3 separate regions of the Mus musculus genome follow, and regions 2 and 3 are each linked to region 1. The links are chromatin contacts, called in public Hi-C and HiChIP or PLAC-seq maps. All regions are on one chromosome and are shown on one strand. The core of a region is the stretch at or near the end of the contact, and the rest is flanking DNA. Distances in the headings are between cores, read along the strand shown.

The links. A called contact is a pair of places that touch in the nucleus more often than the background predicts. HiChIP or PLAC-seq counts read pairs in DNA pulled down with a chosen protein or histone mark.
Region 2: a Hi-C map of Th2 cells shows a contact between it and region 1, with 2.2 times the contacts expected there. The contact joins the promoter of Ikzf3 here to the enhancer-like site in region 1. A contact is called at or near these places in 11 of 39 promoter capture datasets (the C10 cell line, the HPC-7 cell line, HPC-7-derived erythroid cells and 7 more), 1 of 15 datasets of contacts at CTCF or cohesin (CD8 T cells), 58 of 484 Hi-C or Micro-C datasets (the AML12 cell line, B cells, CD4 T cells and 39 more), 19 of 115 datasets of contacts at active chromatin or transcription factors (the 230-238 cell line, CD8 T cells, the SCID.adh cell line and 11 more) and 4 of 9 other capture datasets (adipose tissue, embryonic stem cells, liver and 1 more).
Region 3: a BATF HiChIP or PLAC-seq map of CD8 T cells shows a contact between it and region 1, with 10 read pairs. The contact joins the promoter of Lrrc3c here to the enhancer-like site in region 1. A contact is called at or near these places in 14 of 39 promoter capture datasets (the 3T3-L1 cell line, the C10 cell line, the HPC-7 cell line and 11 more), 1 of 15 datasets of contacts at CTCF or cohesin (CD8 T cells), 11 of 484 Hi-C or Micro-C datasets (B cells, the Ba/F3 cell line, the G1E-ER4 cell line and 6 more), 11 of 115 datasets of contacts at active chromatin or transcription factors (CD8 T cells, the SCID.adh cell line, astrocytes and 8 more) and 4 of 9 other capture datasets (adipose tissue, liver, macrophages and 1 more).

The regions. Positions count from the first base shown.
Region 1 is chr11:98,468,621-98,472,045 of GRCm38.p6, forward strand. All of the region lies in intron 7 of Ikzf3 (IKAROS family zinc finger 3), which reads right to left. Among named protein-coding and RNA genes, the nearest start is that of Grb7, 23 kb to the left of the region's middle. Within about 2 kb of position 1,756, at least 73 of the 459 cell types and tissues checked have an H3K27ac peak or open chromatin away from gene starts, as enhancers often do. A contact at or near this core is called in B cells, CD8 T cells, CD8 central memory T cells and 25 more, where this site is marked.
Region 2 is chr11:98,544,105-98,547,546 of GRCm38.p6, forward strand. It overlaps Ikzf3 (IKAROS family zinc finger 3), which reads right to left and starts at 1,927. Exons shown (of 8, transcript NM_011771.1): 1 at 1,640-1,927. The coding sequence starts at 1,646.
Region 3 is chr11:98,596,181-98,599,737 of GRCm38.p6, forward strand. It overlaps Lrrc3c (leucine rich repeat containing 3C), which reads left to right and starts at 2,111. Exons shown (of 2, transcript NM_001195544.1): 1 at 2,111-2,190; 2 at 2,585-3,406. The coding sequence starts at 2,639. The coding sequence ends at 3,406.

The DNA.
Region 1 (3,425 bases), core at 506-3,005:
AGGGAGGAGAGGAGATGAGGGCTGAAAGATGCAGGCAGGCAGAGAGAGCCACAGAAGGTGTTTCTCAGACTTCACAGAGCCCCACACTGTAATGGCCACACACTGGGGTAACAGTGGTAGTTGAGACGGGCTTCAGCCACATGGGCTAGTTTGGGCTGGTTTGATTCTGGTTCCATTGTCTACTAGTTGTGTGACCCTGTGTGAAAGGAACACAGTAACTCCTCACAGGGTCATTGGAAGGCACTCAGGGCAGGACTGGGCACATACACAGCACCTGGCACATGCTGGCATCTCCTTTTTTCTTTTCCCCTTCCTTCCTTCCTTCCTTCCTTCCTTCCTTCCTTCCTTCCTTCCTTCCTTCCTCCCTCCCTTCGTTCCTGTATTCTTACTTTTATTTATTTGCTTTGTCCAAAGGCACACGTGTGCCACAGCATGCTTGTTGAGGTTAAAGGACAACTGTGGGACTCAGTTCTAACTTTCCACCATGTGGGACCTTGGTTTTGAACTCAGGTTACCAGGCTTGTCACCAAGTGCCCTCATCTGCTGAGCCACCTCAATGGCCTGGGTTTTCTGTTCATAGAGATCAAAGTTTACAAATGTCCTGTGTGTTTCCAGGTATCCCATATTGTGGGAAAGAAAGAGCTGGAAAACAAAACAAAAAGAAAGAGGTAGGCCTATAATCCCAGCTACTCCCGAGGCCGAGGGAAGAGGACCAGATGGAAGACTGCCTGGGCTGCAAAGGGGGTTCAAGGTCAGCCTGGGCAGCTTTGTGAATGTTTGTCTCTAAAGTTAAAGACAGATTTGAGGTTATAGCTCAATGGCAGAGTGCTTGTCTATCTGTGTGAAGCCCTAGGGTTGATCCCAGGGCCACAATCAAACAGAGGACTCTGGAAAACATACAGTAGGGCCAAATGATAGGCATTCTGAATAACCAGCCATAGAGTGTGGTTGGATTCAAACACGCAGCAAGTGGTCACCTGCCTCTGAGGAAAGACGGTCGTGATCAATGAACAGCAATGTGTAAGATGTGCCAGACCAAGGCGGGGAGGCAGAAAGGTCAGCTAGGAGATCTGAGATGCGTTTACCCTGCATCCCTGTGACCTTGTGGACCTGTTACTTCCTACACTAATATTTGAGAAAAAGAAAAGAAAAAGCCCTAACTTGACAACTCACTAGGAAGCCACAGAAGAATGTACAAGTTTGCCAAAGTAACCAGTGGGTTTTCTTCCCAGCTCCCAGACTGGTTCTCTCCTTCATGATGATGGCTGCCTGTATCAATGACACCGAGAACAGGAAACACCAAGTTCACCCACACCCGTTCCCCTGGAAACGGCACAGGGCTGATGAAATCTGGTTTCTTAATCTTTTCAAGGTCATTTCCCAGTGTGGCTGGCTCTGCTAACCTCCCTAAGTACCAGGAGATCTCTAATCACTGTTTCTTATGACAGAGAGGCTCTGGGAAGTTTCCAGGGTTATGTAGGCACGCCACCACCTCCCCTCTCATCCACACCACCCGAAGCACCTCAAAGCGAACAGTTGGGATACCACAGGTGGAAAGAGACAAGACAGGAAGGGAGACCAAAGCCCTGGAAGAATGGAGTCAGGTGACGGGAGTTATGTGGTTTAATGCAGACCATTGTTCAACTCGACGAGGGGAGCGCCCGCCCCACATCTTCACGTGCACACAGTTCACTCTGATCAGATCCCCTCATCTCCCAGTTACCGTAACCTGATCGCTGCAGATGGTTATCAGTCACCTGCAGACCGGATGACTCAATGTGTATGAAACGCAGAAGGGGTAGGCTACAGTAATTGAGAAGCCAATAGCTCACGTTTCTTTAGTAATACACTCATAAGAAAGGTTAGGCAAACCACAAGAGTAGAACTGCTTCCAAGGCAGCTCATAGAGATTTTCTTCTGATGAAGACAGAAATGATCCTGAACGCAGACTCAGAGGCTGCCTGGTTGGGCCACTTGTTCCTTATAAACCTTCTTAAAGGCGGCTAACCTCTATTTTGGTATTTCTCAAGTGAGTAACGGCACGCCTGTATTGAAGCAACGGGAACAAGGTTGTTGGGAGCCTAGATGCACAGACTGGGCACGCAGACTTAGAGCTCTGTCTGCAGGGTCTAAGGTCAAGAGCCACTATATATTGCATATAAGATGCTAATGATAAAAGCGACTTTTATTGCAGCCCTACAGTACTGAGCTTTGTGCTACAGACTAAGCTTACTGCCACACTTTGCCACCCCTTCAAGGCTGAAAGCTTTCAAGGTGGATTGCTGTCTCTGACAGAAGAGGAACCGAGACCTCAAACTGCTTCACTTTTTCCAAGGTTGTCCATGGTGACCAGACCATGGTTGCAATTTAAGAGTCACGTCTTAGCACATGCTGGCTGCTTTCTTGCTCATGGTGGCTCAGCCCTCCACAGTGAGATAGTTCTCACAGACAGGGCAGAGGGCCGAGTGGTAGCCACCATGGCTCCTTGTTGTTTAATTCTCACAATCATCAGCAGGTATCAGAAGTGGAGGAGGGGACTGCAGCCACAGCGAAGGGTAGAAGACTGCACGGGCTTGAAGTGCAGAGTGAGAATGGGCACAGGGAGGAGCAGGAACAGGGATGGGAGGGCATCCAGACCCGGAATCTGGGAAGGAAGGCCTGCCTGGAAGTGGAGGGGGGGGGGTCCAGAGAGAAGTGAAGGGAGAGCACAGGGAGGCTGGGCAGAGGCCACTGGGCTATACTGCTAGACCAGGAGAGGCAAGTTCTGGGGATTCTACTCCACTGGGAGCAACTTATGGGGGTTTTATTATCTAAAGAGGAAGGCAAAAATGATTTGACCTCCAGACAAACTGCAAATCCAATATTACAGTCAACGCTGGGCAATGGAAATATATGGATGATTATTTGAGTCTTGAAGTTCCTCAGGTCACTTAAGTGTGTTTCTTGCTGCTTCCTATTATGTACCATGGCTGTTCCCACTCACTTTACTGCAACCACATGTCAAGAAAGAAAGGTGGAGGGAGGAAGATGGGGAGGGAGGGAGGGAGGGAGGGAGGAAGGGAGGGAGGAATGGAGGGAGGGAGGGAGGAAGGAAGGGAGGGAGGGAGGGAGGGAAGGAAGGAAGGAAGGAAGGAAGGAAGGAAAGGAGGGAGGAAAGGAGGGAGGGAGGGAGGAAGGAAAGGAGAGAGAGAGGGGAGGGAGGGAAGAAAAAAGGTAGGGCAGATAGGAAAGAAAAGTGGGGTACTTGGTGCTTGGTAGTGATTCTGATTTCAACTTAAGGAAGACTGGAGTTACTAACACTCCTTTCAGGACATGAGGGAGTCAGGCAGCAGCAGGAAGGGAAGAAAGTATAAACACTGATGGGGAGGAGACCTGAGCTGGAGCTGCAGGCCAGGTCTCTGTCATCTGTGACACACTGCTTGGAT
Region 2 (3,442 bases), core at 677-3,176, 76 kb after region 1:
AAAAATACTCCAGTTGTGGGTTTACATTATTCCTAATAAACGACACGGTTAAAACTAGGACATGGTATTGGAGAACTGGCCAGCAACTTCAGGAAAAGAGATTATTTGTAATAATTAAAGCATGGGAGCTCGTTTTAAAATAAAGTTTCCTATAGTATACACCATGCCAACCCCCCCACCCCTCTGTTCTTGGATGAGGAAACTTTTACATGTAAAATATTACATTTCATAGATCATTATTTAAGTGTCAAAACAATTTGAAGTTATTTTTTAAACTTTGACACTAAAACATTAGAAGTATACAGGTTTTTTTTTTTTTTTTCACGAGAAAATGTTTGAAGCATCATTCAACAGCGGACATTTAAAAGCTTTGCATTACCACTTGCCATTTTACTGAGAGAAAAAAATATGTTTACATTAGTCAAAGCAGGAAGAAGAAGAAAAGAAGGAGAAGGAGGAGGAGGAGGAAGAGGAGGAGGAGGAGGAGGAGGAGGAGGAGGAGGAGGAGAAGGAGAAGGAGAAGAAGAAGAAGAAGAAGAAGAAGAAGAAGAAGAAGAAGAAGAAGAAGAAGAAGAAGAAGAAAAAGAAGAAGAAAAAGAAGAAGAAGAAGAAGCCACATTTACCAGCATACCATGCACAAGCTGAGAATTAAGGGCTGTGTTCCACTCAATTGCATTGTGAAACAAAGCTTTATCATATTTAACTGTGTTCCAAACTTGTTAATCATATTTCATAGCTTCACATACACTAGAACTAAATAAAGATGCCAAAAGATCAAGGTTCATGTGTTAAAAGAGATTCTTCAACCATCATGAAGAAAGTAACTGTGATATTCATAATATTTACAGACCAACACTTCAATTAGGTAAGCGTCAGTATCTCTCTCCTTTAAACGAATGCAGCGCTCAACTTCTGATTTTCTCAGGGCCACCTCTCCTCCCCCAAAGTTGAGCCACATCTTCCATCTTCAGAGTTTTAGAAACACTTGTTGAAAATGTGAAATTGCACTTATCTTAAGGAAGTTCATACTGCGAGGCTTCTGAGAAGCAAAGCTATAACTTCCGAAATGAATTCAAATGAAACCCTTAACGTGAGCCTTATTTTTGTTTCGGGTTTTTTCCCCCCTTTGGTTTTGTTTTTTGTTTTTTTTTTTAAGTTCATTTGATTTCCAAGCTAACTAACTACAATTGCTAATCATTTTCAAATATGCCCTTAGCCACTAAGACAGTATTCACAGAAAAGTCACATTACAGAAAAGTAGACTCAAGTAACTAAGATTAAACTAATTCCTATGGAGACTGAGACCGCGGAGCGTCCCCCCCACCCCCAACCCGGGGGAGGGGGAGATTATTCCGTCCCAGGTTTGGTGCCAAACTTAGGGACACCCAAGACTGTTTGTCCTTTGCAGATTTAAGGTGACCCATACATATGCCCCCGTCTCACAACCCCCAAGAAATAAAACTGAAGAGAACTTAGCACTTTCCCAAGTTGGGGGAGGGGGTGTCTGAGAACGGACACGCATTTAAATTAAAAGAAATAAATAGAAGCAAAACCGAGATTCAGAAGGAAGCCAGCCGAGCCTCTGAGCGCGCGCCGCTCCGGCTGCTCAAAGCCCCCAGCGCAGCGGCGCCGAGCTCACCTTCCATGTCGCCGCGGGCCGCGCGGGCTGCAGCTGTCGCTCAGGCTCCGCGGCCGCTCCACGTGCTGCTGCCGTGGGGACCCGCGCGGCTGGCGGGAGATTCCGGGCGCAGGGAGGCCCCGGGATCGCTCGGTCGCGTCGGCGCAGATGCAGGGCGGGAGCCGCCGGCAGCCGGGGCGCGAGGTTAGAGCGGCGCTGGCTGGCGGCCGCTTTAAAGCACGCTCCGAGTGCCGCGGGTTCCGCACCCACTTTTGAATGTCAAGCCTGAGGAACCCTGATCGCGTGGAAACAGTGCCTCAGCGACCGTCTCGGGACGTCTACTTGAGAAACACCGGGGATGAGGGCGCTGTCGCAAGGAGAGCCGAGCGGTGTGCGTAAGCCCAACTTCCAGATTTGCCTGACACGGAAGGACCTGGAACTTTTTATCTAGACTCAGGGATGACGGTCTTGAGAACTGTCAGTGAGAACTCACTTCATTGAGTTATTTATGGCGGTCTCCCCCCAACCCCCGTCGCCCTTTGGTTTTTCACTCCAGTTGGAGTGGCCCGCCACTATGATCCCAGCACTTGAGAGGCTGAGGCAGGAGGATTGCCATCAGTTGCAGGCCAGCCCCACATTACAGTATGAGCCATTTCTCAGAAAACAAACTTTAAAAAGTCTTTGGTTCAGATTTATAGATAGTTCAAAAGTGCGTTGGCATTTACGGCTCTCCAACTTTTTAACTTGAGGGAACAATTCTCTCATTTTGCTGTCCTTTCTGAGAACTGGTTGGTTTGCCAGCGCTGAAAAAAGAAAAAGAGAGAGAAAGAAAAAAAAAGACAGCAGTACATATGTGTGTTCATTTCCTACGAATCTTCTTTCCTCTAAATAGGACACTTTACAAAAACCCACGTATGGTGTGTCAGAAGAATACAGAGTGAAGCTATGTGGGGTAGAGGGACTAAGTCAAGGGAAGGTGTTGGTTCACAGAGGCGTGCCAATCAACATCCTTTCCCATCATCTACACTTTAGAGAGGAAAGCATTTGACAGGAGGGAGGGGGGAGAGGAACTGAAGGCAGAACAGTTTTTCAAAGCTCAGCGGTTCATCACGCTGAAGTCCTAAGAGATGGGGCTCAGAGGGGCATTTCTAACGATGCCAACAGGGTGGAAGGAATGGTCCCACTTTCATCATCTTGTTAGTTACACAAATATATTTGAAGCCAGGTATGGGGGTGCAACACCTTTGATCCCATCACTGGGAAGGCAAGAGGCAAGGAGATCCCCATGAGCTTGAAGCCTTCCTGATCTGCACATTGAGTTCCAGGACAGCCAGGGCTTTATAATAGAGAGACCCTGTCTTCAAAAAGACCGACAGATGTGTGCACGTGCGCGCGCACACACACACACACACACATTTGAGAGGAAAGGTTGAGAACTGTACATCAGCCATCTATCTGTATCTGAAGAAAATCATACTTCTGAGCTAAGCAAGCACACTGAAAACATGAACCCGAGCTCACATTAACTAGTGCCTTGGTATATAGGCAGTCTGTGAACTCTATATTCCATGTTTGTGTACATATGCATATATAACACGAGTGGCTCACATTGTCTCTGAGATCACAGAACCATAGCAGCATCTCCACTGACATGAGTTCTGCAGGACAATATGGAGCTCGGAGACATTCTAAGGTTTAATAAACACTAAGGTTTAATTTTAGTACTGAAAAGGGGAAATTTGTTGTTTGTTAGTTTCTAAAAGCAAAAATAGCAACGTCAAAAGTAGCAGAAGAGGAACTGTACACTTTCACAGGGATGAGAAG
Region 3 (3,557 bases), core at 861-3,360, 130 kb after region 1:
AAGTCACGGGGCAGTCTCATGACACATAGAGTCCATAGTTCCAGGAAGGCCACATCATTGCTCGGAGAAACCTGGGGCTGGGTTTGCCACTTTGCTATTACAATCTTGAAATTCTTAAGTTTATAAACAAAAGGCCTCACTCACATCTTTTTTTTTTTTTTTTTTCCGAGACAGGGTTTCTCTGTGTAGCCCTGGCTGTCCTGGAACTCACTTTGTAGACCAGGCTGGCTTCGAACTCAGAAATCCGCCTGCCTCTGCCTCCCGAGTGCTGGGATTAAAGGCGTGCACCACCATGCCTGGCTATCTCACTCACATCTTATTTTGCACCAGACTCTACAGTTATGTGTCTGGTCAAACACAAACTCTTACCAAAAAAAAAAAAAACAAAAAAAAAACAAAACAAAACAAAAAAAAAAACCAGCAAAGATTGGGAAGCTAAGAAAGCAAAAGTGTGAGTTCAAGGCCAGCCTGGACTACACAGTATGTGGTCAGCCTGGGCTACATAGTGAGGCACTACATCAACATATACATTAATTAACTAATTAATTAAATTATTATAACAACCCAACAAGGCTCTTAACCTTCCTAATGTTACGACTGTTTAATATAGTTCCTCATGTTGTGATGACCTCCCCAACCATAAAATTAATTTCATTGCTACTTCATGGCTGTAATTTTGCTACTGTTACGTTATAAATAGCAATGTAAATATCTGTTCTCCAGTGGTCTTAGGTGACCCGTGTGAAAGGGTCGATTGACCCGCCCCCACCCCAGGCTGGTGTGACCCCATAGGCTGAGAACAACTGATCTACATCCATACCCATGACTTCGGGTCACCCCTGTCGCTGCAAAACACAGCAGGTGAGTGGAGCAGGAAAACCTGTGTTGGTGTTGCAACCATAAAGTCAAGTCAGACAGTTCTGGAAAATGTAATGAAAACAATAGCTTTTGGACTTCACTGCCACAAGCTCGCTCACGTCCATTCTGCACGGAGCCCCTCCATTCTGCCACTGTTCACTCACAAGGGCTCAGACATAGACACAAAACACTCTCCGGAGTTCAAATCCTTCCTTCCGGCCACCCCCAGGACATCAGGAGAAGGGATGTAGAAGAATGGTGGGACCCCTGCAAACAATCGTTAGGATGAAGGGTCCTTGAATAAGTCATCGCAGTCTCAGGCTTGAAGAAGGATTCAAATTGCCATCCTGGGAGCCCAAGAACATCTGGGTTGGCCTCTAGTTCAGTACTGAAAAGTTGGCAGGAAAACAATTCACCACATCAGACTTAAAGAGCTTTCAACTCCTAGAGCGACCATCTACAACAGCAAACTGAGACTAAACCACAGCGCCTCCTGGTGGTCAGAAGGGTTGGCCCTGTGAAGATTCAGGGGCATCCTCTGAAGATGAGGAAAAGACCGGGTCGGTACCAGGGACCTACAGAGAACAAAAAAAAAAAAAAAAAAAAAAAAAAAAAAAAAAAAAATAGCGGGAGGGGGCTTGTGCTGCAAGTTGCTGAGAGGGAATCGTAGGATTCTGCACCCAGGGCAACCAAACCACCATCCTTTTGGCCAGCCAGGCTCTGGGCAAGAAAAGGAGGTTCTGGGAGGCCATTCTCGCAGCTGATAGGAGATAGCAACTGCTAAGTTATGAGAGGAAAGCCTGGGGCAGGAAATGGAATCCAGACCTGTCTCCCGAACATCAGGGTCTGGGATCTGCTCTCTCTTGGCATTGCCTGGCCAGGCCATGGCTCAGGTATCTGACACCTGGGGCCTAGAGTCATATGCCAGGAAACTCTACACTCTTGGGCCCCAGGTCACAGCTTTCAGCTGCTGAAGCAAACAGGACTTCTGAAGGAAGAAACGGGTCTCCAGAGCCCACTGGCAGGGGGACTACTTCCGGAAAAAAGGCAGGAGCACAGGAGAGGACTCTGCCACCAACCAGGGTGAGAGGCAGGAAGGAGAAGGGAGAGAGGTGGGAAGGTGAGCTAATCCAGGAGCTGAAGCAGGATGGGGTAGATGCTTTCAGAAAAGGGGGAGTTGATGTGCACAGAAGGCGGCGCCAGAGGCACCCGCTACCTACTTGTATATTCTGAACAACCTGGGATCTATCGCTAATATGTCACTCTTGTGACACGAGTGCCAGCCAGGCCGCCTCCCTGGTGTTTACCTGGCCTCCCTTGGCAGTCATACAGGTACTTAGAGGACAAAAATGTTTATTTCAACGAAGGAAATGAAGATTCAAGCAGAAGAAATAGCTTGGACAGGCCCCTTGGGCCCATTTCAGCAGGGCAAAGGGACAGAAGGACCTCACAGATTAATCTAGAATCAATAGAACCCAAACGTTCCAAGTCTAAGGGATTCCTTCCCCCGGGGTCCTGTTGAAGAGAGAGAGACAGAGACAGAGACAGAGACAGAGACAGAGACAGAGACAGAGACAGACAGAGGGACGGTCGGACAGACCAATGGACCTTGGGCTAAGAGAGCCCTGAAAGGACAGGCTTGGGTCCAGAGAGGGTCCACTGAGGGACTCTAGCAGGAGCGAGTTTCAGTGGGACGTAGAATTCTAACTTTGCTCTTCTGTCGTAGGTTCGTCTATTCCCCAGCTTCTCCTCCACTCCAGGATTATGTTTATCTGCGACCATGCCCCTACTAGCTCCTCGCCTCCTGCCCCTCCTGCTGGTGATTGGCACCGGGGGCTCTGTGCCCCGCCCCCTGGCACTGCCCCAGGGCTGCTACGTAGCAGAAGAAGCCGGGGAACAGACATTCCGCTGCAGCCGGGCTGGTCTGAGTGCCGTGCCCAACGGTATCCCCAACGACACCCGAAAGCTTTACCTGGACGCCAACCAGTTGGCATCAGTGCCAGCTGGTGCCTTCCAGCACCTGCCTGCCCTGGAAGAACTAGACCTGTCTCATAACGCTCTTGTTCATCTCTCAGGGGCTGCTTTCCAGGGCCTGGAGGGCACTCTGCGCCACCTCGACCTCTCTGCCAACCAGCTAGCATCTGTGCCTGTGGCAGCCTTCGTGGGGCTGCAGATCCAAGTGAACCTGTCTGCCAACCCATGGCGCTGCGACTGTGCCCTACAGGAAGTGCTCAGGCACGTCAGGTTGGCTCCAGGCTCCGGGACAGGCATTGTGTGTGGTCCAGAAGCCCGACCAGATCTCGTGGGACACGAGTTCCTTCTGCTCACCAGGGAGGAAGAGCTGTGTGGGACAGGACGAGGTGGGACCCGAAGGAGCACGGATGTGGCCCTGTTAGTCACCATGGGGGGCTGGCTGACACTGGTAGTGGCTTATCTGATCCGCTATGTGTGGCAGAACCGAGATGAGACGCGGCGCCCGGTCAAGCGGGCTCCTCCCGCGCAGCCTGTGCGCTCAGAGGACTCCTCTACACTCAGCACAGTGCTCTGAGCTCTTGGCCCTATGCCCCAGCCTTTCACCTACTGCTCTACCACCTCCTCTGCCCCATCTGCCCTCTATCCCAGCTGTTCTCAAGCCGGGGATGGGGTAGGGGCGTGGAATGACCCTTTCACAGGGGTCACATATCAGATCTCCTGCCTAT